Regions from separate parts of the Muntiacus reevesi genome. Here regions 2 and 3 are each linked to region 1. A link is a contact called in public Hi-C data. All regions are on one chromosome and are shown on one strand. Each heading gives the region's core, a stretch centred on a gene start, on an enhancer-like site or on the middle of the called end of the contact. The rest is flanking DNA. Distances are from core to core; before and after follow the strand shown. Region 1 holds the start of CCAR1 (cell division cycle and apoptosis regulator 1). Region 2 holds the start of DDX50 (DExD-box helicase 50). Region 3 holds the start of RUFY2 (RUN and FYVE domain containing 2).

What was found. A called contact is a pair of places that touch in the nucleus more often than the background predicts.
Region 2: a contact with region 1 is called in a Hi-C map of muscle, with 3 times the contacts expected there. The contact joins the promoter of DDX50 here to the promoter of CCAR1 in region 1. A contact is called at or near these places in 2 of 3 Hi-C or Micro-C datasets (blood and muscle).
Region 3: a contact with region 1 is called in a Hi-C map of muscle, with 4 times the contacts expected there. The contact joins the promoter of RUFY2 here to the promoter of CCAR1 in region 1. A contact is called at or near these places in 2 of 3 Hi-C or Micro-C datasets (blood and muscle).

Annotation. Positions count from the first base shown.
Region 1 is chr2:104,290,075-104,293,553 of mMunRee1.1, forward strand. It overlaps CCAR1 (cell division cycle and apoptosis regulator 1), which reads left to right and starts at 1,856. Exons shown (of 25, transcript XM_065922470.1): 1 at 1,856-1,874; 2 at 3,227-3,349. The coding sequence starts at 3,277.
Region 2 is chr2:104,435,006-104,438,740 of mMunRee1.1, forward strand. It overlaps DDX50 (DExD-box helicase 50), which reads left to right and starts at 2,244. Exons shown (of 14, transcript XM_065922473.1): 1 at 2,244-2,487. The coding sequence starts at 2,398.
Region 3 is chr2:104,052,347-104,056,071 of mMunRee1.1, forward strand. RUFY2 (RUN and FYVE domain containing 2) reads right to left here and starts at 2,025. Exons shown (of 18, transcript XM_065922453.1): 1 at 1,902-2,025; 2 at 1-11. The coding sequence starts at 1,905.

The sequences.
Region 1 (3,479 bases), core at 606-3,105:
ATATTAGAGATGCTGAAGGTACAAAAAGACCTGAGCAACACTCTAGGGGATGGGAGAATAAATAGCTCAGCTAATATCCTAACAGGTACCCTACAAGACAACTACCAGGTTTTTTGTCTTCTCTAAGCCAAATAGACACTTCCTCCACTGTTCCTTTAGTGAAACGGTTTCTACATCTTTCATCTTAGTTCCCTGACCAGTGACCAGGGATTGAAACCTGGGCAGTGAAGCACTAATTATTAACCATTGGACTGCCAGAGAATGCCCTCCTTCATCTTTATTGATGCTCTTTTAGACAACAACCTGAATAATCCTTTAAAACAGTTGTCTTATAATAACAGATCTTGCGGGTAATTCCTTGACAGTCCAGTTTTAGGGTTCCATACTTCCACATCAGGGTTCATGGGTTTGATCCCTGGTGGGGGAACAGATCCCATAAGCTGCACAACGCGGCCAGAAAACAGAAAACAAACAACAAAACACAGATCTTGGTTCATGACCTTCCCCAACTTAAAACATTCTAGTGACTTACCCCTGTACTTAGTATGAAACCACACTCCTTACTTGGTCATTTACAATAATGTGAAGAATCTTTATATTTACTCAAGGAGATGCAAGGGAATTTCTTGGTGGTCCAGTGGTTAGGACTCTTAAGCCTCCACCGCTGGTTGATCTCTGGTTGGGGGACTAAGCTCCATCTAGCTGTAGAGTGCAGTTAAAAAAGAGGGGGGAAAGTGTGAGAAATTGAACTGTGATATCTGTAATACATGCTGAAAGAAGACCTAAATAATTGGAAAGATATTTCATGTTCATAGAATGGATACTTAATGTTGTTAATCGTGGGACTGTAAACTCGTGTAGTCACTGTGAAAACAAGTTCGCAATTCCTCAACAAGCATAGAATTTACCAGATAACCCAGAATCGCACTATTAGGTATAATCTAAGAGAATTGAAAACAGGAGTTTAAACAAACACTCGTATGTGAATGTTCACAGCAGCATTATTCATAGTAGCCCCAAAGTGGAGGCAACCCCAAAAATCAACTGACAAATGGATAAACAAAATATGGTATTATTCATTTAAAGTAATCGTTTTAGGTATAAAATGAAGTACTAAGGCACGCTACACGAGGAACCTTGGACACCATACAGTAATCACACAAAAATCCTGTATGTTGTATAATTCTTTTTTTTTTTTTTTTAATATTTATTTGATTGTGCTGGGTCTTACTTCTGGCGTGTACGCTTTAGTTCTCTCACCTGGGATCGAACCCCGGGACCCCAGCATGGGTAGCTCAGAATGTTACCCACAGAACCACCAGTCAAGTCCCAGTATGATTCTATTAATAGAAAGTGTCTAGGACATGCTAATCCATAGAAAGAAAGCTGATTAGTAGTTGCCTGGAATGGAGGGCGCGGGGATTAAGGAGGGGCTGCGTAACGGGTAAGAGTTCTTTTCAAGGGTTGGAGGCATGGTGGTTGCACAGCTTTATGTAGTTGCTAAAAGCCTCTGAATTGTACAACAAAATACTTAAACGATGGAATTATGTGTTAAGTGAATTTCACCTCAATTTTTTCAAAAAGTTAGGAAGATGTCACTGGATATAGTCATTCTCCCACGTACCTGAACTACCAAAAAAAAAAAAGGAACCCCCCCCACAAAATGGCGGCGGGCTCACGGATCACATGACTCCCGAAACTTTCCTTCCCACACTCAGCGAAGCCTTTTCCTTTGAGCTTGCGCAGAGATACAGACTCTTGGCTCATTGTTATACAAGGGGCAAGGTAACCCGTCTGAGGCAAGCTCCCATTCCAGCTGCGTAGTGAAAGGGGTGAGCGCATTGACGGCTACCTCGGGAGCGCGCACGTAGAACGTAAGGCCGTATGCGCCGTTCCTCGGAGAGATTGGGGAGGGGGCAGAGGCGCGGAGGAAGAGGGGGGTTGACGCATGCGCTTACGCCTGATGGGTTTGAAATGGCTTCGGTGTTAACCGGGACCGGATTCAGGTGAAGGTTTGGTTCTCGCGGCTGGAGCGGCGAGCGGCCGAGCCGGGGTTCCTGACGTCCTATCGGATCCGCCGAAGCGCCGGGAGCGGCCGTTTTGGTAGCACGGCGTCGGTAGGCCGGCGACGGTGGGGCTCTCGTGGGACTGGGACGGGAGGGACACAGTCCCTTTTGTGCGGGTCGGAGCAGGCCCGGCGCGGCCGGCCCCTCCCCCACCGCCTCGGGTTTTTTTTTTTCGGCGGCCCCTCCGGTGTCCCCGGCAACCCTTGGCTTCAGCCTCTGCCTGGCAGGCTCGAAGGGGCTGCGGGCTGCTGTTCCTCGCTCTCCAGCCGGTGAGGCTTTAGCCTCCTGGCTTCGGTCCGGGACGTCGGAGCCTTGCATGGTGGCACGGGTTTTGGTGAATGGAGGCCTCTCCGCACCGCTGGGGACTTAAGGGTACCGGAGCTTTCGGTATCCCATTCTTTGCATTTCGCCTAGTCTCCGGGACGGAGGATTCCCCCTCCCCTGGTCTGCGGCCCGCGAGGAGCTGGGGCTGGAGGAAGATGGATGGCACAGCCCTGGCTCCTCCGAGGTGTGGGGGGAAGGGAGTGAGTGCGCGGGCTGAGATCTTCGCCTCTTCTGGCTGGGTTTTGGGGGGAGGGGTCTTCGCGTTGGTTCCTTAAGGGGCATCCGTTGTTTCAACTGTCTTTTCCCTCGCGGAAGGGGAGAGAAAAGGAATCCCCAGTTTCTTCCCTAGTCTGGAAAGTAAGGAGATGTTCGTTATTTAAATGATATTCTTGAATACCTTTCTTCGGTGTCTCGTCCCAATTTCCGTTATTGATTTTTCCACTTTTAGCCCCCAGCCCATTGCCAAAAGAAACAAGCAGGCTGTTTTTCTGTTGAATGTAAAGCTGTCTATTTTTTATTGTTAAGAATTGGGTAAAAAAAAAAAAAAAAGAATTGGGTAGAAAACGTCAGACGGTCTTCTGTTTAAATGTGAGTTTGTAGTCGAAGGAAGTGCGTTTCTTGTAAGTCGACCTCTAATGTCATGTATTGAAATTGGCTACTTTTGTGAACTATTTGACGTAAAATGTTTTTGCTGCATATTGGACATTCACGTGCCCCTTGTTATTTATAGTTGGTCTACGAAGATGTCCTTGACAAATCAAACATTTCTTTAAAATAAGACTTTTGTGATGGTTGTAGTTTGGTTGAACTTTAAATTGTGAATCCTTTCTTGATAGATCGCTGCTGTAGAAGACAAACAGGCGAAGGCCCCCCCTCCCCTTTTGTCATGGCTCAGTTTGGAGGACAGAAGAATCCGCCTTGGGCTACTCAGTTTACAGCCACTGCGGTATCTCAGCCAGGTCAGGCTTCCTCTGAACACATGTGCTATATAGATGCCGGATTGGGCATATGTTTTAACTGTGTGCATTAATCTATGCATAATATTGTGAATATAACTTTGCAAAATGATGTATCTTTTAAGATTATCTG
Region 2 (3,735 bases), core at 994-3,493, 150 kb after region 1:
AGGGACCAAATATGAAAAAAAAAGAATTATCCATTTCGTTTGATGCCCACTGAGAACACATATGTAGTGGTACTCCAATTTTTTTCAGCTAAGCCACACTTTGGTCAAGTTATTTATGACTCAGTTTAATTTCCCCACAGTTGCCCTCTCCACCTGACATAGACAGCAGTCAGAGTTTTGATTCAATGAGTTTAGTGCTTAGAATGGTAGGGTTTGTAAAGTGTCCCAAATCATAGAAGGTCATTCTAAAAAATACTAATATACTTATTAGTCTCTTGCTTAGGGAGTCTTGAACAGTCTAGTCCTTTTTCAGACCTGTTGTATGACCTCCAACATAACAATGAATGCCAATAATAGTTGAGGTGCTAAAGACTTACTTTATCTGTATTTGATTTTCAACCATAACAGAGTAACAGCTATTCCTAGGGTTATTCCAATTTTGTACATGTGACATTCTTAGTCACATCCACTCCTGTGTTTCTATGCACATCATACCTTGTTGTAGGGCTACAAAGACTTAACAGTGGTAGATCTGGGAGTGGGTGTGAGAGTGGGACATAAAGGTTTTTTTTAGAAAAGCACCAGAGATGCATAGCTATTATAATTTAGGGAGACAGAAGCATTTTTTCACCATCAACTGAACAACCCACTGGTTGTTCAGTTCACATTACTGAATCCATAAGGTCACTTTAGATAAACATATAGCCCCTGATTTCAGGCCAACCCATAATTATACAGAAGACCTGTAGCAATCACAGATTTATCTTTGGGGTTTCAGCTATTCAGGACGAATAATCAAACTCTAGGACGTGTCAGTTCAGTTCAGATGCTCAGTCTTGTCCAACTCTTCCCCGAAATGTAGCAAATTGAAATGTTGCAAAGACAAATTTGATACTCATGTTAAAAAGCTGGTGTTCTAGACAGTGTCAAAAGGTTTGAGTGCCCCTCCACCTACATCTCAATTTGTCTTTTCTCCATTCAAGAGTAGCTAGGTTGATATGCTCATGAAGAGATGATAAGAAAGTAAAAAACAAGCTAGCACCAGTGATGTAAGGAAAGGTATATGCCAAAGAGTTAGCCCTTTGTATTATCAAAAGGTTTCCACTTTTGTTCAAGGTTGTAACTCACGGTCAGTTACTCCCCATAAGTAAAATCCTTTTATCCATTGCAAATACATAAACTGTGGAAGACATTTTAGGCTTGTTTCTTTCCTAGATTTCTCCAGATTTCCCTATTATTCATTCTGTTTCATGGGAACATCTTTCCCAAAACGTTTTGGTAAACTCAAAGCTTTCAGATTGGTGTGGCAGAGAAAGCAAAGATCTGGGATTCAGGAGATAAGCTCTCTAGTCCTCACTGTGCCACTGATAGTGTGACTTAAGCCAAATTAATCCCTCTTAGGGGGTTGTATGCTTAGTCGTTCGGTCGTGTACCACTTTTTGTGATACATGGACTGCAGCCGCCAGGCTCCTCTATCCATCAGTATTCTCCAAGCAAAAATACTGGAGTGGGTTGCTATGCCCTCCTCCAGGGGACCTTCCCAACCCACGGATCGAATCCCGGTCTCCCGCATTGCAGACGGATTCTTCACCCACTGAACCACCAGGGAGCCCCTTAGGGGGTTAGTTTCCTCTAATGTCAAATGGGTAAGGTGGGAAGGCCCTAAAATGAACAAAGGATTAACTTCAAAACTAAAACCTTGCGGGAAGGTTGTTCTGCCCTGGCCTTCACTCCAAGCCCACCTACGGGGACCCCATGACGCCCCTTCCCACCAACGCTAGGGGCTGGCTTCGCGCGTAGCCGTTAGACGTTAACGCCTCACTCCGCAATGGGCGGGGCCGAGGCTGGCAGCTTCCGGCGGCGAAGAGCAACGCGACGCGTGGCGTTCGCTTAGCTCTCGCACGGGCCGGTCCTCCTTCCAGCCAGTCGCGCCTGTGAGCCACGCTCCACCGCTGTTGGGGTTCTCCTCAAAGCTTGCACTGCACGCTGGGAAGCTCCAAATCATCTCCGCTGTGCTGCGAGGAGCTGTTTCGAGTGGGGGAGGGGGAGAGAAAGCGGGGGGGGGGGGAGAAATGCCGAACATTTTATGCTAATCAGTTTGCGTATCCTTTATGGCGATTGGCCAGGGTTTTACTCTAGAAGCCAATCATTTCAGAATAAGGGTGGGTCAGTCGAGACTCCTCGCATTGATTGGCTGGGAGACGGCGTCGCAAGGAAGGAGTTTAAACTGGGAGTATCCGGGATTATTTTCCCCCGCCGTGCGATGCGTGTTCCGGAAGTGACGTGCGGCCTTGGCCGGGAGGCCGTCCAGCCCCCGCTTCCTTTCACGCTGTCGGTGCCCGTAGGTGGTTGTGGCCACCGTGCCCAGGGGGAGGCGGCAGCAAGCGGTGGAGGCGAATGATGCCTGGGAAACTCCTCTGGGGGGACATTATGGAGCTGGAGGCACCCTTGGAGGAGACCGAGAGCCAGAGGAAGGAGAGGCAAAAGGTGCGCTGAGGATGGGCCGCGCCTCCTGGGCAGTGCCGGCTTGGGCGGGGAGGGAAGTCTCCCTGATGGTCTGTCACCAACCGGGCCGGAGCATCCGAGGGCCTCTCCTCGCGCCGGCCTCGTTCCTGGGAGGTCGCTCTGGAACCATTCCAACCTCCACATCCCCAGCCGGAGAAGGGCAGCATTGGGCTTTGGCCCAGCCTCCCGTGGTCCCCCAGTCCTTGCCGTCGGCGCCTAAGAGATGGGCAGACTCAAGTTCTCATCGCGGAGTCAATTCTTTCCTCTTCTTAAGCAGCGAGGCCTGTCGTTTGGTTCTCGTTGGCCGTCTTAGAAGATGATTGCCTTGAATATGTGTAACTTCTCCGTCATCCTGTCCTGTATGCGAGAATCTTGGGGAAAGCGATCTTAGCTTTACAAACCTCGATAACGGGTCAGTAGAGGATTGAGGAAAAGTGTTACAGCCAGCATTGCCAGGATTTGGCTGATGGAGATCATGTGGGTTATTATTATTACTCTTGTTGTTATTACTATTATTATTAATAGTCTTTTCTCTTAGTGTTCTCATTCAATTCACAAATATTTATTGAGCCTAATTTATACCAGACTCTGCTGGGCACCAAGAAAGTCCCTGCCCTCAAGGAGTCTGTTAGAAGAGTTGCAGAGACTTCCCGCCCCACTTCTCAAGAGACTTAGAGAAAAGGAAACAGTGCTTTGGAGGGTAAGGAAGCAGTATTTGAAGCCTGACACTTGACCAAAGAATGAAAATATTCTGCATAGCTCCAGAAAGCCGACCCTACCCTTCTGACCTTGCCAACAAGGTAGACTTGCCATTCCAGCCAAGCAATTATTTATTTATTTATTTTTTATTGTGGCAAAATACACGTACCATAAAATTTACATTTACTTTTTAAAGTTAATTAATTATTTTTGGCTGCCCTGGCATGTGGGATCTAGTTTCCCAACCAGGAGTTGAGCCAAGGTCCTTTGTGTTGAGAGCATTGAGTCTTAGCAACTGGACCACCAGGGAAATCCCTAATTGTTTTAAAGTATATAGTTTTGTAGCAGTAAGTACAGTCACATTTGTTTGCAGACATCATCTTCATTGATCTCCAAAACTTTTCATTCTCCCAAACTGAAACTTTGTGCCCATTAAACATCACCCTCCTCAGTTGCCTTGTCTCCCCAACCTTTGGCATCTACCATTCTCCTCTCTGTCTCTATGCATTTGACTACTCTAGATAACTCCTG
Region 3 (3,725 bases), core at 775-3,274, 240 kb before region 1:
GTCTTTTGTAGCTGAAAGCATAAGAAAGGAGTCCAACATCACTTGCAAGACCTGATATCAAAAAAAATCCAAACCGTTTCCTTCCGCTATAAAACCAACAGTGGTTTGCTTTTCCTTGGTGGACAAGTCTTCCTAACTAACTAACCTACACCCCTAGTTAACTTCTTTCTGTGTCTCTCAAGCATATAGGACAATGCTCACTCCGGTTAAAGTTCATGAATTATTCTCAAAATCCTGCTAATTGGCTATTCTCAGGTATTCATTTTACAATCTTTCTGTGCAGTTTAAGTGTGGAGTAATGTTTAAGGGTCTTGTACAAAGGCGGACAGCAGGAACTATTCATAAAGCATGAATTCAAAGGCAAAAAAGTACTCAGAATAAACTGGCAATAAAATAAAAAGTAGTTAAAATTCGAAGATTCCAGTTTCACCCACAACAAACATGACAGGTAAATAATAAAACAAGGGCACACGAGAGAAGCCATTCAACTCTCACTCATTTTAACCCTGGTTCTATCTTGCTTTTTTCATTGCAATTGTAGTTTTGTATTCCGGGACTCCTTTATTTTTCCAGAGGAAATAAAAGCAGGGTCCAGTTTCATGTGAAAGTTCCCTGACCTTCCACACAGCTGATGCAGTTAAACACCAAGTTAATGGATGCATTTTTTAATTGATTTTAACTTATATTTTCAATTCACAAAAGATTTTCTTTCGCACGAATTTCATCCTCGGTTTTCTTATAAATTCAGATGCTCCCCATACTCCCATTACTGTTGTGCTGGCAGAAATATTTTCAGCAAACACAGATGACAAAATGACGTGCAAAAAAATAAAGCACTTTCGTATACTGTCTCATAGTCTCTTGACAAATTTACTAGTGCAAGTAAACCAAATATCAGTTTTTCCTTCACTGGATAAAAAGTCCAGGGTTCCTAATGATCTAGTATCCTAGTTCTGATCACAGACAGCTAGGCGTGAAGCCTGACACTGACTCCTAAGCAACTTAAAAATGCAAACAGTCACAAATACTATGGCCAAGCTAGTTTTTGGAGACTCTCCCCACAAGACATCATCTCTTCCAAACTGCATCGTGGCATGACTCCCTCTTTTTTCGGAGAAGAAACCAGTCGATATTTCATAGTCTGCAGCAATTCTCATTTTTTTTAACAGTGCCCATCACAATATGTAATGTACGATGAGACAATCAAGACAAAGGGCGCCTTTATAACTAAATGATCGGAGGTAGGTCCTGGTGGTCGCCAGCAGCTTCCTAAGAGAGGAGCGTTTACACCCGGGCCGCGCCCCGCCCGGGCTCGCGGATGCGTCTGACCGCGTTGCTGCCCCACACTCGGTCAATGGCGGGTTCCAGCATCTTGCTTGGGCCTAGAACCCCTTCCCTGCCTCCCTTCCTCCCTTCCTCCCAGACAGCAAGACGGCCCAAGGGCTCCGGACACCTCCAGCACTCTCACAGAGGGCTCACCCGGGGTCCTGCGCCGCATCGCTGTCCCTCTCCCGCCCTCGGCGTCCGGAACCCAGGCCAAAACCTGAGACGCTTCCTTCCGCCACCCCCAAACCTGAAAAGTCATCGCCCGTCCCCGACTGTTCCCCCAACCCTGGAGCGGCACCCCGGCCGACCCTGTGCTGGCTCCCTGTAAGCTGTCGGACCGCGAAACCTTGGCCATTAGGCCCCCGAACGGGGGCGGAGGTGGGAGGGAACAAGGGGAGGCCGCGCGTTGCCATGGCGACCCCGGGCGCCCCTGCGTCCCCGGCTGCCCCCGCCCAGCCCCAAGCCCGGGTCGGACCCGTCTCGACTCGCAGGCCTCGATGCCCACACCGCCAGTCCGCCTGCCCTGGCCGCGGCCTCAGCCCAGCACGGACGGCCGGGCGGCCCGCTCCCCTTACCCATGGCGGCGGTGGCAATACAGTCTCGGGCGGGGACTCCCTGGGCCCCGCCAGCAGCTCCCTTCAGGCGCGCGGCGGCCGCCACGGCGTCTGCGACCAGGCCCGCTGCGGCCCACAGCGCTCCCGGCGGCGGGAGGACGCCCGGGCGGTCCTGCGGCGCCCGCGTCGGGCGGGGGACTCTAGAGCCCGCAGCCCGCCGCGGAGAAATCCGCCCTTGCTGAGCCTCTCCGCGTCCAGCCGGACCGGAAGGAGAAGGAGCATGAGGGAGACCTTGGGTTGTGGAGACAGAAGGCGGACTCTGAGCTCTCATCTGGGGGCCTCGCCGGAGCACTAGGGTTCCATTTACAAGGGGAGGCGAGCGAGCCACGTGCAAACGTATTCATCTGCAAGGTCCAGCTAGGTTTAATCTAACACACCTGAGCGCGTCCCTGCTTCAGTAACTCGTAGGGGACCAAAAGAATTTAGAAAATCTGAAGCAATTAACACTAGGCAGAAATCTACTAAAACTATTTAGCCCAAATTTTAACCAGTAAGTCCAGTGGTTTATAAAAAGCAAGGACGAACAGTCTCAGTAATCAAAGGAAAGAGGTGCAGAGATAAAACCTGCGTTTTCTCATTTCGGAGAGGAAAAATCCCTCATGGACAGATACTAGGCTTTAAGTTATATCAATTTGCGGAAAGTAAGCTGTTACCTAGTTAGATGAGCAGTTAAGATGGTGGCCGAGTTAGAAATAGACGAGCGTTTTGTGGAAATGGAGACAGGTTTATCTCGTCATCACATTGGCCAGCGTACAATTCTCATGCTTCTTGACTTCTTTTGGTTTTTAATTTTTTGTGAAACAATCCTACATAGATAAAAATGTATAAAGCATACATATACGTTTAAAGAATCATAAACAGATGGATAAAGAGCACCAGATCAAGCAAGCATAGGATAGGAGTCATCTTGAGGGTAGAGGGACGCCTTTAGCCACAATGTCCCTATAAGTAAATGTGATGCTGAATTCTGAGAGTCGTTTTCTTACTTTTCTGCATGTTACTACCACATAAGTATGTGCCCCTAATCAATGTAGTTTATTTTTCCTGTTTACAAACTTTTCACAAGTGGAATAACATTACGAACATTACTTGTTTCTGGTGTTCAAAATCATCCATGTCCACGAGGAGTTTCCAGGTTGGGGTGTTTCCAGTTTGTCCGTACATCCTGGTTCCTACATGCTGGAGTCTCTTGGCCATGTAAAAAGAATAGATTTACTGAAAATCAAGTATGCCTTTCTTTAAATTTACCAGCTTATGCCAAAGTGTTTTCCAGACTTCTCATAATTTACACTGCTATCAGCAGTGTTGTTTTATATTGCTGTGTCCATTGTAATGCCTAGAATTGTAAGTATTTCATTTTTTTGCCAGTCTTGTGGGTAGATTGCATTGCAGGTTTATTTTTTATTTCTCACATTACTGATGACATTGAGAACTCTACCTGCGTTTACTATTTGGAATTTCATTTTTACAAAGAAATGGTGCCTGTTTTACTATTGACTTACCTTTTTATTGACTTGTGCAAGTTACTTAATGTTCTACATACTAATTTGACATCAGTTGTGTGTTGCCAATATCTTTGGGCTAATTTTTCTCTCCTTGTGGCAACCTTTGACTAAATATAAATTCTTAATTTTCCTGTAGTTTTATAGTTTATGCCATAGTATCTTAAGGAGCCCTCCTTATTCCAAAGTTATGAAGATTTTTTAAGAATTACAAGAACTTCCCTGGTGGGCCAGCAACTAAGACTCCAATCTCCCAAATGCAGAAGGTCTGGGTTCAATCCCT